Linked DNA regions of Sus scrofa: all the other regions are linked to region 2. A link is a contact called in public HiChIP or PLAC-seq and promoter capture Hi-C data. All regions are on one chromosome and are shown on one strand. The core of a region is the stretch at or near the end of the contact, and the rest is flanking DNA. Distances in the headings are between cores, read along the strand shown. Region 1 holds the start of COQ10A (coenzyme Q-binding protein COQ10 homolog A, mitochondrial). Region 2 holds the start of SPRYD4 (SPRY domain-containing protein 4). Region 3 holds the start of PTGES3 (prostaglandin E synthase 3). Region 4 holds the start of MYL6 (myosin, light chain 6, alkali, smooth muscle and non-muscle). Region 5 holds the start of NACA (nascent polypeptide-associated complex subunit alpha).

Region 1 (2,700 bases), core at 66-2,565, 140 kb before region 2:
TCTGGACAAGATATCTCTGTTCCATACAACAATTAGACCCCAAAGTAACAGTCTTTGTTTTTCTTTTGGCAGTTACCCCCAGCAGGTGTTCTTATGCCAGCAGGTGGAACACGTGCCTTAGCAGAGACCCAAGCTGTTGTAGTGACAATGGCTGTATCCTTAACCTCTTGAGCCACAAGAGAACTCCTTTTCTGGGGGGAGGGGGCATCTGCAGCATATGGGAGTTCACAGGCTAGGGGTCGAGTCAGAGCTGCAGCTGCCAGCCACAGCCACAGCAACACAGGATCCAAGCCATCTCTTGGACCTACAACCACAGCTCATGGCAACGCTGGATCCTTAACCCACTTAGCAAGGCCAGGGATCAAATCCTCATCCTCATGGATGCTAGCTGTATCCCCTCACCCTCACAACACTACTCAGCTAAAGATTTCCTGAATGTGGAGGGCATGGCTAAAGATTTATGCTCTGGAGTTCCCATTGTGGCGCAGTGGTTGATGAATCCGACTAGGAACCATGAGGTTGCGGGTTCAATCCCTGCCCTTGCTCAGTGGGTTAACGATCCGGTGTTGCCGTGAGCTGTGGCGTAGGTCGCAGACGCGGCTGGGATCCTGCCCTGCTGTGGCTCTGGCTTAGGCTGGCGGCCACAGCTCCGATTGGACCCCTAGCCTGGGAACCTCCATATGCCGCAGGAGCGGCCCAAGAAATGGCAAAAAGACACACACACACACAAAAAAAAGATTTATGCTCTAAAGACTAAAGCAGAGAGGCTTGAATTGCACTGCAATAGCATAAACATCTTTTTCTTTCTTTTTCTTTTCTTTTTTTTTTTTTTTTTGGCTGTACCTACAGTTCTCCGGCCAGAGATCGAACCCTGCCACCTGAGCTGCAGTGACAATGCTGAATCCTTAACCCACTGAGATACAAGAGAACTCCCTCTATAAATATCAAAAGAGAAAACTACGCAAACTCTTATCCCAGAGCTTGGAAGGTTAATTTAATTTTCTTTCTCAAAGATACTAGGCACTATGGAGGCTACAAAGATCAAAGGAACTTCTAACTATAAACAAGGCAAAATATGGTAAAGGTTCTAAGAAAAACATTCAGAAGACCCACGGGCTTCTGCAGTCGACAGGCCCATGAAGTCGCCTCTGTGCTTATGTATCAAGTCTGTGACTACGGACTCGCTAAATTAGTTTCCCTGGCGACCTCGTTCTGCATCCTTTCAAACACTAACTCCAGCTCCCTTTTCTCGCCAGAGGTGCGAAACTACATCTCCCGACAGGCCGCGTGGTCCCCTTCCTTCCCCCCTCTCCGGGTCCTGAGCCATGGCAACAGCGTGACGTGGGGGTACTGAGAGCCGCGGGAGCAGCGGTCGCGGCTTCAGTTCTAGGCTACCCAGTCGCCCGGGCGGGAGGAGCCGCCGGCCCGGCCCTCGGGGGCCCTGAACTCGCCCAGCGATCGCTTCCCTCCGCTCTTCCTCTGGAGTGAGGAAGGCGCAGCGGGTATCAGAGCCAAAAGGGCAAGGGAGGGTCGCGCGCATGGCCTCGGCGGGCGCGCGGCGGCTCCCGGCGGGTACGCGCGCCGCTGCCCGGGGTTGCGGTGGCTTCTCTGTGCGCCCGGCCCCGCCCCCGGGCCCTCTGCGACCGCCAGGACCAATGAGGTGAGACGGTGGTGCGGGAGGCAGCGCGCGAGCAAAGAGGGTCTTCCAGTACCCCGAAGTTCCGTGATGGAGGGTTGCGAGTCTGGCTGCAAGCGCAGCGTGGACGGCAGCGGCACCGTGGCATCTAATGCAGAGCTTTGGGGACTCTTTTGCGAGTTTTTCGCGAGGCGGAGTCCCCAGGGTGGGTACCGAACCACTTCTTGCCCCTCATGGGCATCCTGCACCAATGCGGTTGGCGAGGCTCAGCGGACTATGATGTTTCTTTAGAGCCCTCGCATTCAGCAACAGCGTACCCTCCAGTCTAAGGCAACTGGAGCTTCGCACGCACCCCGCTTTTTCCCATCTCCTCTCTGGGCACTGTCCTCAGCCGCCCTCGACCTTTTCGCACTCGTGACTGCCTGGCTGGGGAGCTTGGCGGGCTGCAGCAGGTGCTAGGGGGAAAGCTTGTCTGGACGACCTTCCTCGGGGATATGCCCCTCTTCACTTTCACCTGGTTGAGGAACACAAGGAAAGATTCGTGACGTTTCTCTCTCCTTTCCTTTTGGCCTTAGATTTCTGATGTCCTGCAGCCTCTTCTTGCCCCGGGCTGTCCAGGTCTTGGCGGCTGAGGCTGACTTATCTCCCAGACGTTCCTTTATGGGCTTTGCTGCCCCCTTCACCAACAAGCGAAAGGCTTACTCCGAGCGTAGGATCATGGGGTGAGCATCCTCTCCTGTTTAGCTTCTCTGCACATTCCCTTTCCCTCTAAACAAAAAACTATGTCCTGGCTAGAACATAAGGATGGCGATAGGGGGCAGGATTCATCCCTGGCCATCCCATTCTCCCCAGCTATATTACCGATCCTTTATCCTCCTCTGTCGGCCTTAATTTCCCCCTTCTTTGTTGCTGTGCATTAAGTGAAATGTGACTAGAGTTGGACAACATGACAACAGGGTATTATTTCTCTGCTGACCTGACTTTATTATTCTGAGCACAATATGAGCTAACACTTTTTTTTAGGGCCGCACCCACGGCGTATGGAAGTTCCCAGGCTAGGGGTC
Region 2 (2,700 bases), core at 98-2,597:
TCATGTAAAGCTTTATGACAATGCCAGCAAATTTGGTGCAGATACATTGAAAGATTTTAGTTAGAGGAGTGCATCATCAGATTTGTGACATAAAATCACTCTGTAGTGTGGACATTGGATTAAAGCAGTCGGATGGAAACTGGAGACCAGTTTATAAGCTACTACATTCATTCATTTATTTAGCTTTATTTTTGGCCGCACCATAGCATATGGAAGTTCCTTGGAGGAGGGATCTGCAGCAGGGACCTGGGCCACAGAGACAATCCATATCCTTAACCACTGCACAACATCAGGAACTCCCAGGTTACATTTAAAACAAAAAAGCCCCAATTCATATCAAGGATAACAGTGGCCTGAGCAAGGGACATATCCACAGCATGGGTGGTTGTAATGCTAAAGCAGGGAAATTTTATTGGGCTGGCCAGCAGAATGTTGAGATCTTGAGGAAACTGGGGCTCTCCCACCTGAAGTGAACAGTCTGAAACGCAGGGATGTAGAATATCAAGAAAATAAAAATGTTAAAAATGTAGGCCCGCCATAATCACCCATCTCCTAAGTTCCATTCTGAACCAAAATAGTGATATTTCTCTGTTGTTAAACCTTCCATTGCCAGCGCTGAAAACACAAAACCAACATTTATAGTACTCAGTATTTATTAGTACAACCACTTACCCAGTGGTTGCTATTTGTCAAGATGTATCCTAGATTGTTCTCTGGTTTAATTTTTACTAGGGCCTGACGGCTAGACATTTTTCTGTTCTACAAGTGAAACCATTAAGGCTTAGAGAAGTTAACTGATTTGCCCAAAGCCAAACAGAGGAGCCGGGTTCGAATCCAATTATTGCTTAATTCTTTTTTGTTGTTGTTGTTGTCTTTTTGCCATTTCTTGGGCCGCTCCCCGCGGCATATGGAGGTTCCCAGGCTAGGGGTCGAATCGGAGCTGTAGCTGCCAGCCTACGCCAGAGCCACAGCAACGCGGGATCCGAGCCGCGTCTGCGACCTACACCACAGCTCACGGCAACGCTGGATCGTCGACCCACTGAGCAAGGGCAGGGACCGAACCCTCAACTGAATGGTTCCTAGTCGGATTCGTTAACCACTGAGCCACGACGGGAACTCCTAATTACTGTTTAATTCTAAGATCTGTACGTCTAGCCATTTTGCTACATCCTTTTTCTAAAGATCCTATTTAGTTAAAACGTGAGCAGCTTTCCTCTCTGCAGAAAAACTTTATAAATTGGACCAAGCACGGGTGAAACCAAACAGAACTCACTAAAATGGCGGCTCCCTGCCAGGCGCTGGCTCCCCTACGTCATCACACCGCGCGACGCCCCTTGCGCGCAACGTGTGATGGGAACCCGCGGGAGGAAAGCAGGGTCTCAGATGGGGGGCGTGTCCTCTTCATCCGGAGCGCAAGATGGCGCTGCCCTTTGCACGTCCACTGTGCCTGTGCCGCTGGGGAGCCAAAAGGTTAGGGATTGCTGCCGCGGAAACCCGCAGAGGTAGGATTACCCCCTTTTATTCTCTTTCACTTCCAAGGTAGTTTCGGTCTGTTATTCTTAGAGCCTGCTCAGAGAAACAACTCCAGTCCCTTCGATTCGTTTCCCCTCCCCCATCTGCGTTGGTCTTGAGATTCCAAACTTGGGACCTTCTCTGGTTTCCTTAAATTCTAGGGCTTTCCCAGTCCAAGCTTTTCGGCTTCTTGGGCTATCCATACTAAAGTGCCCCCACTGTCGTTCTCGCTTGAAATTCTGATTCACGTTTCCTGGTAATCTCATGACTGTCTGCTTCAGATCAGAATATGTGTATGTCGCTAGCTCTAGAGTTCTAGCTCACCTCATTATCCCGTTTCTCTTCTCTGCCCGGCAGGCGTCAGTTTCAAACTGGAAGAAAAGACAGCCCACAGCAGCTTGGCCCTCTTCAAAAGTGACACAGGTGTCAAATATGGCATGGTGGGATTGGAGCCCACAAAATTGGCCCTGAATGTGGAGCGCTTCCGGGAGTGGGCAGTGGTGTTGGCAGACACAGCGATCACCAGTGGCAGACACTACTGGGAGGTGACAGTGAAGCGCTCACAGCAATTCCGGATAGGAGTGGCAGATGTGGACATGTCCCGGGATAGCTGCATCGGTGTTGACGACCGTTCCTGGGTGTTCACCTATGCCCAGCGCAAGTGGCACACCATGTTGGCCAACGAGAAGGCCCCTATTGAGGGCATTGGGCAGCCAGAGAAGGTGGGGCTGCTGCTGGAGTATGAGGCCCAGAAGCTGAGCCTGGTGGATGTGAACCGGGTTGCTGTGGTCCATACACTACAGACAGATTTCCGGGGTCCAGTGGTGCCTGCCTTTGCCCTTTGGGATGGAGAACTGCTGACTCACTCAGGGCTTGAGGTACCAGAAGGCCTCTAATATGTCCATCACTGAAGTCCCTAATCATGCTCTTGGCCAGCCTCCTGCTCAAAAAGTGTCCGAAACCTTTTAATTGTGGCCCAAGCAAGTACCAGCTCCCACCTGTCACTAGTTCAGTGACAGGTCCTCTGTGCAATATCTCAGTCGTCTTTGTTTCCCGTCCTGTGAAAGGTAGGCATACAGCCAGCCACCCTCTCCCCTCCCCCAAACTACTGCCAATTTCCTAGGCTACCATGAATGTACTTTCTCAGACTGTATTCAGTCCTGGAGTCTTACCTTTCAGCTTTGTTAG
Region 3 (2,700 bases), core at 187-2,686, 220 kb after region 2:
CAGCTGGTAGGCAGTCGACTCCTCTCCGGTGGCGACTCTGGCGTCCTCTCCCCGATTGCGGCCTCTTTTCGCTTTTCCCTCAAGCGACGGCGGCGGCGCGGCGGGCTAGACCTGGGTTCCCAGAATGCACCGCGCGGGCAGAGCGACTCCTCCGGTCGGGGAGAAAAGGAAAGTGTAGGAAAAGGGGCGCGAGAACGGAGAATGAACGTGCGTGCGTGCGAGCGAGGGGTGGTGAGGCCGGGCGGCGGCTGGTGACGCAGCAAAATGCCCGGGCCCAGCCGCCGCGCGTGCGCACTCTTTGTTTTCGGGCTCCTGCGCGGCTTTCTAGAGATATCTACGGAAAGGGCGGGGCTTCCCAGCTCCTTCGCGATCCTTCCCGGGGCTGGCCCCGCCCCACGTCGGCTGCCTCCGGCTCGACTGGTTCCCGCCGCTTTGCCCGCTCCCCCCTCCTCGCGGTGGAAACCGTTGGTCGCCTAACCGCCCTGCCACGCGCCTTGGGCGATCTCCCCGAGAAACTGTCGCGTTAACCGAGGGAGGAAGGCCGAGGCGGATGGACGCAGAGTCTGGAGGCTTGAAAAGTGAAATAGGGGATCGGTTACTTGAGGGAGTACATCGGCTCACTGAGAAAACAGTCTACGGCAAAAAGATGGGCAAAGCCTCCGCTGGTGATATTTGAGGGAAAGGGCTAACCTGAGTCACAGGCCTGGGTCCTCCTCGCCGTCTTTCTGAGGGGTGGAGAACCTGTCCAGGGGCCGCGGAAATTCGAGGTCTTTGGCTGACCGGCATTCGCACCTGCTTTGATGCGAGAGGAAAGTTATTAAATGAGTCTAAGTTTGCGGGAATGGAGAGACCAGGACACTTGGAGTCTCCAGGCTGATCCTGTAGGGGAGGGGGGAAACCTCATCTTTTTTCAGCTGTTACCTGGTTAGGTGCTAATGGGTGTTACTAACCAAGAGAATCAAAATGGTAACTTGTCCACTCTAGAAATCGCTTAGCCGGGAAGTAAGGGAGAAATACATCAATACGCTGCTTGTTAGGACACAGAGGAGGTTTAAGGAAAGTGCCGTAAGACATTTTGGAGAGTGTTTGGAAGCTTCATATGCAGCATTAATTAGTGTCTATGCTATGCAAGGCAGGTGTTGGGAACTACAGACATTGGACCCTAGGCTCCAATCCTGTTAAAGAAAGTTAAACCCCAGCTCTCAAATACTGTGATTCTGGAGTTCCATTGTGGCTCAGCAATAACAAACTGGATTATCCATGAGGATGCGGGTTCGATCCTTAGCCTCAGTGGGTTAAGGGTGGGGAGCTGCCATCAGCTGTGGTGTAGGTTGCAGATTGCGGCTCAGATCTGGCCTTGCTGTGGCTGTGGGTAGGCCAGCAACTACAGCTCTGATTTGACCCCTAGCCTGGCAGCTTCCATATACTGCCCACGTAGCCCTTTAAAAAAAAAAAAAAAAAAAATACTGTCATTCTAAGGAGCCTACTGCTTATTTCGGAAAACAAAATACATCAAGATGTTTGAGTCTGGAGTTCCTTTCCTGGCTCAGCAGAAACGAACTGGATTAGGATCCATGTGGATGCGAGTTTGATCCTTGACCTTGCTCAGTGGGTTAAGGATCCAGCTTTGCGGTCAGCTGGGGTGTAGGTTGCAGACAAGGCTCAGACCCCAAGTTGCAGTGGTGTGGTGAAGGCCAGCAGCTACAACTCCAATTCCACTGGTAGCCTCTTTTTAGGGCTGCTCCCGCGGCATATGGAGGTTCCCAGACTAGAGGTTGAAATCTGAGCTGCAGCTGCCCGGCCTACAGCACAGCCATAGTAACGCCAGATCCTTAACCCACTGAGTGAGGCCAGGGATAGAACCTGCTTCCTCATGGATACTAGACAGGTTCGTTTCTGCTGAGCCACTATGGGAACTCTGATTTTCTTTTTCAACCCTTTAAAAATGTAAAAATCATTCTTGAAGGCCATGCAAAGATTAGTGGTTGCAGAAAGTTTACCAATCTCTGACCTAGGTAATCCAGAGTGTAGAGGGAAGGTAGGTCATAAATAATGGTGGCACTAATTATCAGGCTAATTGTTTTTGACTTATTTCTATGACAGTGGGAAGCTATTGAAGTTTTTTTGAATGGGAGTAACATTTGTGTTCTAAAAAGATTAATTTGGCAACAACATAAGATGAACTGAAAATGGAACTGAATTGAAGATAGGCATTTAAAAGTCTGCAACCTGAAAAAACTGGCAATTTCCCCTATCAAGTGCTGTGAGAAAAACTGCCTTTCACACAAGAAATTTCTGAAAATTCAAATCCATTGCATCATAATTTATAGTTTATTTACTACTCCCATTGGATATATTTCAAAGGATTTCATGTTAGTGTAGCTCTGGAAGTGGCTCCTCAGAAGTTTCACAGATAACTTGTAATCTGGTTTTATCCATGCCTTTAATCTCATCCATTAGCTGATGGGAGCTAACTGTATCAGATCTCTTTTTCAAATTCATCAAAAAGTTCTGTATCCAGTAGGGAGCAAAATCTAGATTCAAACATGTATGGTTAGGGTTTTGGGGAGAGAAGTCTGCCACCTGAATTGGCAGAAAGAAAGTACTTGGTATTAGATTCATTTCACAACTTTAATTTTTTTTGGGGGGGGCTGCACTCCGGCATATGGAAGTTCCCAGGCCAGGGATCAAATCTGAGCC
Region 4 (2,700 bases), core at 51-2,550, 250 kb before region 2:
AACTGTGGGGTGGAGAGGAGGGGGTGAACCAAGAAGAAGGTTAGCCAAGCAGGCAGAGCCAGGGAGGGATTACTGTCCTGGAGGTCATGGGCAGAAGACCGAGAAGGTCAGAGCCTGCTTCTGGGGTACAGATGCCTCCCAAAGGGCAGAGGAAAGGGGATGAGATGGGAGATCTGAGCTTCTATTTTGGAAGAGATGGTTGGCCTCTGTGATATGGTATGTGTCTCTTAATCCTCTGAAATTCAGTTTCCTTGTCTGTGGAGCTTTCACCAGGTGTAACTGAGGTGAAATGGAAAGCAAGATGCTGGGAGGCATTCAAGGCATGCGCATTACAAGGACAGGATTCTCTTGGGGGACTGTTGCTATGGGCAAGTCTCCAGGGTGGGAGAAGAGGTACCACCCAGAAGAATGAGGCCTGGGTTGATGAGGGAGGGAAGGCAGGGGCTAAAACGCTGTGTCTGGGGTTTAGGAGAGAGGATGACTGAAGAGGAGGTGGAGACAGTTCTGGCAGGACATGAGGACAGCAACGGCTGCATCAACTATGAAGGTGAGCGGCTAGGAGCTGAAGAGACAGGGGAAGAGGGGAAGCATGAGGCTCCTCGTATGTGGGGGCGCGTCCTGTGGCCCAAATTATCTAAAGTCAGATGGATTATCAAGACCATCTTCTGAAGCCCCTCTTGCCTCCTCTCTCTGCAGCCTTCCTGAAGCACATCCTGAGCGTCTGAGCTCTACAGGTAGGGCCCTCCCACTTCGCCTTGTGAGGCCAGCCTGCTTCCCTTCCCTCTACCAGAGACATACGTTTCCACGTCCTGCTGCGCGCTTGAGCTCCAGGATTTGGCAACGTTCATCTTTTTCCACAGGTGCAGTGGGGCTCGACAAGGAGTCCCCCTACCCCTCGCGGGCGAAAGCAAGTTCCTGCCGCTAGGAGGCCACCTATTGTTTCAAAATAAAGTGACGGTTCCTCCCCTAAACCTCCGACTCTTGCTTTCTTCAGAGGTGGGGGAGGGAAGGAAGGAAAGGGAGGGATCTCCTCTCCCAAATCCGACATCCCCCGATTTTCCTGCGGCTCGCAGGAGGAGATTCCTTGCGCCCCACCCCACCCTCCTCTGCGGTTTCTGTGCCCCGGGTAGGACTATTCTGAAAAATGAGCCGCAGCGGGCCCCGCCCACCTCCTTACTAATGTAGCAGCAGCATCTGCATAAGACCGGGCCAGGATCCCTATTGGCTGGGTCAACGGAGGGTGACGTCATTGGGACGTACTAAGACTAGGGTTGGGCCGAGAACCGGAGCCATTACTGCAGGAAAAGGTCCCGCAGAGCCAAGCAGTCAAGATGGTGGGGCCCGGGGCTGGGAGGATGAGCGGGATTGGGGGCGAGAGGCGGGAAGCCGGGGGTAGGGGGCGAAGAGAAGGCAGAAGGTAGGGGGCAAAGGGACTTGAGGGTTGGAGGTGGGGTTGGAGATGTTGAGAGCCTGCCCTGCTGGGAAGCGAGAGTGCCCAGGATGGAACAGGAGTTCGTGGTTCAGAGTTCTTGGGACGGGGCTGGAAGCTTGGGGGATTGGAGTTAAGATGCTGATCGCTCCCCTCTTCTCCGAGCAGTGTGACTTCACCGAGGACCAGACCGCAGGTAGGTAATCTCTGACCCCGCTGAGGTCATGCTTAGGGAGAGGGACATTCCTTCTAGCACCTACCCCCTACCTGTCATTTCTTCAGCACCCACAAGGGAGTACCTCGTGGATTCCCTTCTCCCTCCTTCTGGGCCTCCATTTTCTTTTCTCAATCTTTCTTCCTCCCTCCCTTTCTACTCTAGATCTGAGCCCCAAGCACCGGGTGAGTTCTGTAGGTGGTGTGAGCATGTGAAACAGCTTGGCCACCAATGTCTGCCGTGTGTGGGGCTCGGGAGTGATGTATTAAGCTGCTTGTGCTCCTCTGTTCCTTAATCACCTCCTTCTGCCTCTTCTCTCCTCCTGTGCTAACTTTCCCCCTCCCCCAGCTTGGAATTGTGAAGGTTGTAAGAAGCAGTGACCTGTTGTTTTGCTGGTACAGGGGAGTTTGTTGAGGACGCTTCTTTGCAGCTATACTCTCTGAAAGATTTCTTTCTGTACTGAAGGGGTGAGAGTGGCAGGCTGGGATGACCCCAGTCCCAGGCTGCTGCTCCCACTTCCTTATAAGGACAAGGCCCAGACTGGGCGGTGGCAAATTCCTGCCCTGAGTACTGTAGTGAGGAGGCTGGGCAGGCTTGCTGTAGGCAGAGGGGGTATGGAAATGGCAGTTACCACTCTGCCAGGGCTTGAGGAGAGCTGTCTTTATGTGGGACACCTGAGTTGGGAAGAAGGGACACTAGATCCCTCTTAGAGGGCTTGGGTGTACAGTGGTATAAATATCTGGTTTCCTCAGCGTGATTAAAGTTGAATGGGCAACGGGGACTGTGAGGGAGGGTTTGGGTTCATCTGTGCCTGCCAGGTGCTGATGTTTATCCGAATCCTCAGAGTTCAAGGAGGCCTTCCAGCTGTTTGACCGAACAGGGGATGGCAAGATCCTGTACAGCCAGTGTGGGGACGTGATGAGGGCCCTGGGCCAGAACCCCACCAACGCCGAGGTGCTCAAGGTCCTGGGGAACCCCAAGAGTGATGGTAAGAGTCCTCAGAACAACCTGCTCAGCATGGTGGCAGGCCCGCAGTCTCCGGCTAATAGCTTCCTTT
Region 5 (2,700 bases), core at 87-2,586, 250 kb after region 2:
TTTAATACTCTTGAATCTCAAATATACTTTATTCCACTCCCTAAGGAAGTCCCTTCAAGACATTCACTATCAGGTGCTCCCCGTCTTTAATAGAGTTAACACTAAAAGACTGAAGTGTATTGTCTTCGTCATGTTACCACCAAATGGTTTTAGGGTCAATCTTAATTAACAAGGATCTAGGGGAACCTACCTGTCTCAGCCTGGGGCTGTGGCAACTCCTGCTCTGTAGCAGGAACGGTTTCTGTGGCTTCACCGGGCATTTCTGAAGGAAGGGAATAAAAAGGAGGCCTGAATTGACTCGGATCCGTTCTGCTGCCCAACCCAGTCAAATACTCTTTAAAATTTTGCATAAGACGGGTGTTCGGGAGAACCCTCCCCACACTGGTGAGAAATACGACGTAATCCTCTGATGAAGAGAATCACCTTCTATTATCGCTTTTTCACTCCCACAAAGCGGATTTCTCAGTACCCAGGAATTTGTTTCATTCAACACTCCAAATCCTACAGAGCAGCAATCATCGCTGCATTCTCAATCCGAGGGAGAGAATCCCCGTCAGGCTCCCTAGCATGGGAGACGGAAGACGCTATACTGAACCACCTCTCCCTCCTCACCCCCTCTCCTGGGTCACGACCTCCAGGACTCCCGTCTGCCCGACTTTCGGGAACCAGGAGAGGAAAGGTGACCTCAGTCCCAATATTCACTTGTCACACTAAAGAAGGGTGTGTGTGTGTTGGGGGGGAATGTTCCAACGCTATGACCCCTCAACCTCCTCTGGGTCCTCGTGAAGCCGTTTCCAACAGCAGACGCACCCCACTTCCATCCCCACAGCCGCAATGGCTCCCATTTACCCAGCCCTGGACTCCCGGCTCACGGCCTTTCTGCCCTACTGCCAGGATATAAACAGCAGACCCCATTTTGTCCGGGGGCCCCAAGGCCACACTGCCCAGGGCAGAGTAGGAACCCGGTGGCCCCATAAAACCTCCAGTTCGCCTTAGCTGATAGTCCTCGGGACGGCTCAGCCAGCAAGAAAGGCGGATGGCTGCGGATAAAAGTAGTGGCGAAGACAGCACTTACTGTGCGGGGAACGCGGAACCAAGATGGCGGCAGAAAGAGAGCGAGCGAGAGCGTGACCCACGCCTGTTGCAGAAGGAAGCCTGGCGGAGGGGGCGGGGCCAGGATCCGATTCCGGGTCAGGAGCTGCCTGTAGTCACTTCCTACCAGTGAGCCGTCCGGCTGTTCCCCGGGAAGGGTGGTGACAAGGTCTAAATAAGGGTAAGAATTCAGAACGCGACGCGCTGGCCTGGCAGGAACTCTGCTCCGAGCCGTGTAGTCCTTAGATAGCCGACACCTTCCTGTCCCCCAGGTCGAGGGATTTTTGATACGCGAAGGGCAACTGTGTGAGAAACAACCTTTGCTTTCCTGTTGGCAATGTAGCCCACTGCGGTGTTACTACTGACTTCCTTTTCTCAGGAAGGAATGTAGGAAAACGTGAGGTATTAAATAATATTCCAATGCCACAGAGATTGTTCACACCACTGGAAGGTAGCTGAGACTTAGGTTAACCCTCGATTGTCTTATTTTTGGAGTATATAATTTAGACTGAAATTATCAAGGCATAAATTCCCCTCACAAAAAACGAGCATAGGCACACATACAATTCTTTTTGCCTCTATTTTGGACACTTTATCTTGAAACACATCTGTTCTAGAGGCTCAGGACCCCACACTTTACAAAGTAAGTTTTTTTTTTTTTGTTTGTTTTTTTTTTTGGTCTTTTTAGAGCCACACCCACAGCATATGGAGGTTCCCAGGCTAGGGGTCTAATCAGAGCTGTAACTGCTGGCCTACACCGCGGCCACAACACCAGATCAGAGCCGCATCTGCGACCTACACCACAGCTCATGGCAACGCCGGATCCTAACCCACTGAGGGAGGCCAGGGATTGAACCCGCAACCTCATGGTTCCAAGTTGGATTCGTTTTCGCTGCGCCACTAAGGGAACTCCCAAAAGTAGGAGTTTGTTTTTGTTTTTGTCTTTTTGCCATTTCTTGGGCCGCTCCTGCGGCATATGGAGGTTCCCAGGCTAGGGGTCGAATCGGAGCTGTAGCTGCCAGCCTACACCAGAGCCACAACAACGCAGGATCCGAGCCGCGTCTGCGACCTACACCACAGCTCACGGCGACGCTGGATCTTTAACCCACTGAGCGAGGCCAGGGATCGAACCCTCAACCTCATGGTTCCTAGTCAGATTTGTTAACCACTGCACCACGACGGGAACTCCAAAAGTAGGAGTTTTGAAAGGTAGATTGTAACAAGTGTTTTGTAAATGAAAAGGCTAGGGTATTGATTCCAATATCCTTTCTCCAAAAGGACGCAACAATTACTAAATCAGCCAACGCTACTTGAGCTACTGGCTTTAAGACAATTTTGGCTGCCTTTTAAGATAAGCAGAGCACTTAAATGTACTGAAAACTACTTTAAATTTTCTGGTATTTTGCCATAATAAACTGAGGCTTAGGGTTAATGAATTAGGATTAAATGAAAAAGAGGAGTTTATCAGGAATGAAAAATTCTGACATTTTCTTCAAATAGGAGAAGCGATGTTGTGGATATGAATATGAATTTTATTTTTATTACAGCATAGTTGATTTGCAGTGTTGTGTCAATTTCTGCTGTATAGCATAGTGACCCAGTCATACA

Evidence for each region. Promoter capture Hi-C pulls out the DNA fragments that hold promoters and counts their contacts. HiChIP or PLAC-seq counts read pairs in DNA pulled down with a chosen protein or histone mark.
Region 1: a contact with region 2 is called in a promoter capture Hi-C map of fetal liver, with 2.8 times the contacts expected there. The contact joins the promoter of COQ10A here to the promoter of SPRYD4 in region 2. A contact is called at or near these places in 2 of 5 promoter capture datasets (fetal liver and liver), 8 of 47 Hi-C or Micro-C datasets (alveolar macrophages, blood, embryonic fibroblasts and 5 more) and 2 of 2 datasets of contacts at active chromatin or transcription factors (alveolar macrophages and skeletal muscle).
Region 3: an H3K27ac HiChIP or PLAC-seq map of alveolar macrophages shows a contact between it and region 2. The contact joins the promoter of PTGES3 here to the promoter of SPRYD4 in region 2. A contact is called at or near these places in 2 of 5 promoter capture datasets (fetal skeletal muscle and liver) and 1 of 2 datasets of contacts at active chromatin or transcription factors (alveolar macrophages).
Region 4: a contact with region 2 is called in an H3K27ac HiChIP or PLAC-seq map of alveolar macrophages. The contact joins the promoter of MYL6 here to the promoter of SPRYD4 in region 2. A contact is called at or near these places in 1 of 5 promoter capture datasets (liver) and 1 of 2 datasets of contacts at active chromatin or transcription factors (alveolar macrophages).
Region 5: a contact with region 2 is called in an H3K27ac HiChIP or PLAC-seq map of alveolar macrophages. The contact joins the promoter of NACA here to the promoter of SPRYD4 in region 2. A contact is called at or near these places in 1 of 5 promoter capture datasets (liver) and 1 of 2 datasets of contacts at active chromatin or transcription factors (alveolar macrophages).

The regions. Positions count from the first base shown.
Region 1 is chr5:21,663,937-21,666,636 of Sscrofa11.1, forward strand. COQ10A (coenzyme Q-binding protein COQ10 homolog A, mitochondrial) reads left to right here and starts at 1,316. Exons shown (of 5, transcript XM_003126267.4): 1 at 1,316-1,660; 2 at 2,212-2,358. The coding sequence starts at 1,539.
Region 2 is chr5:21,802,998-21,805,697 of Sscrofa11.1, forward strand. It overlaps SPRYD4 (SPRY domain-containing protein 4), which reads left to right and starts at 1,348. Exons shown (of 4, transcript XR_002344303.1): 1 at 1,348-1,502; 2 at 1,870-2,579. It overlaps MIP (lens fiber major intrinsic protein), which reads right to left and starts at 1,967. Exons shown (of 6, transcript XM_021092895.1): 1 at 1,837-1,967.
Region 3 is chr5:22,021,394-22,024,093 of Sscrofa11.1, forward strand. PTGES3 (prostaglandin E synthase 3) reads right to left here and starts at 1,437. Exons shown (of 8, transcript XR_002344304.1): 1 at 1-1,437.
Region 4 is chr5:21,558,025-21,560,724 of Sscrofa11.1, forward strand. MYL6 (myosin, light chain 6, alkali, smooth muscle and non-muscle) reads left to right here and starts at 1,301. Exons shown (of 7, transcript NM_001163997.1): 1 at 1,301-1,334; 2 at 1,598-1,625; 3 at 2,488-2,631. The coding sequence starts at 1,332. MYL6B (myosin light chain 6B) reads left to right here. Exons shown (of 8, transcript XM_003126266.3): 6 at 470-547; 7 at 697-734; 8 at 861-971. The coding sequence ends at 725.
Region 5 is chr5:22,056,760-22,059,459 of Sscrofa11.1, forward strand. It overlaps NACA (nascent polypeptide-associated complex subunit alpha), which reads right to left and starts at 1,337. Exons shown (of 9, transcript XR_002343981.1): 1 at 1,076-1,337; 2 at 191-288.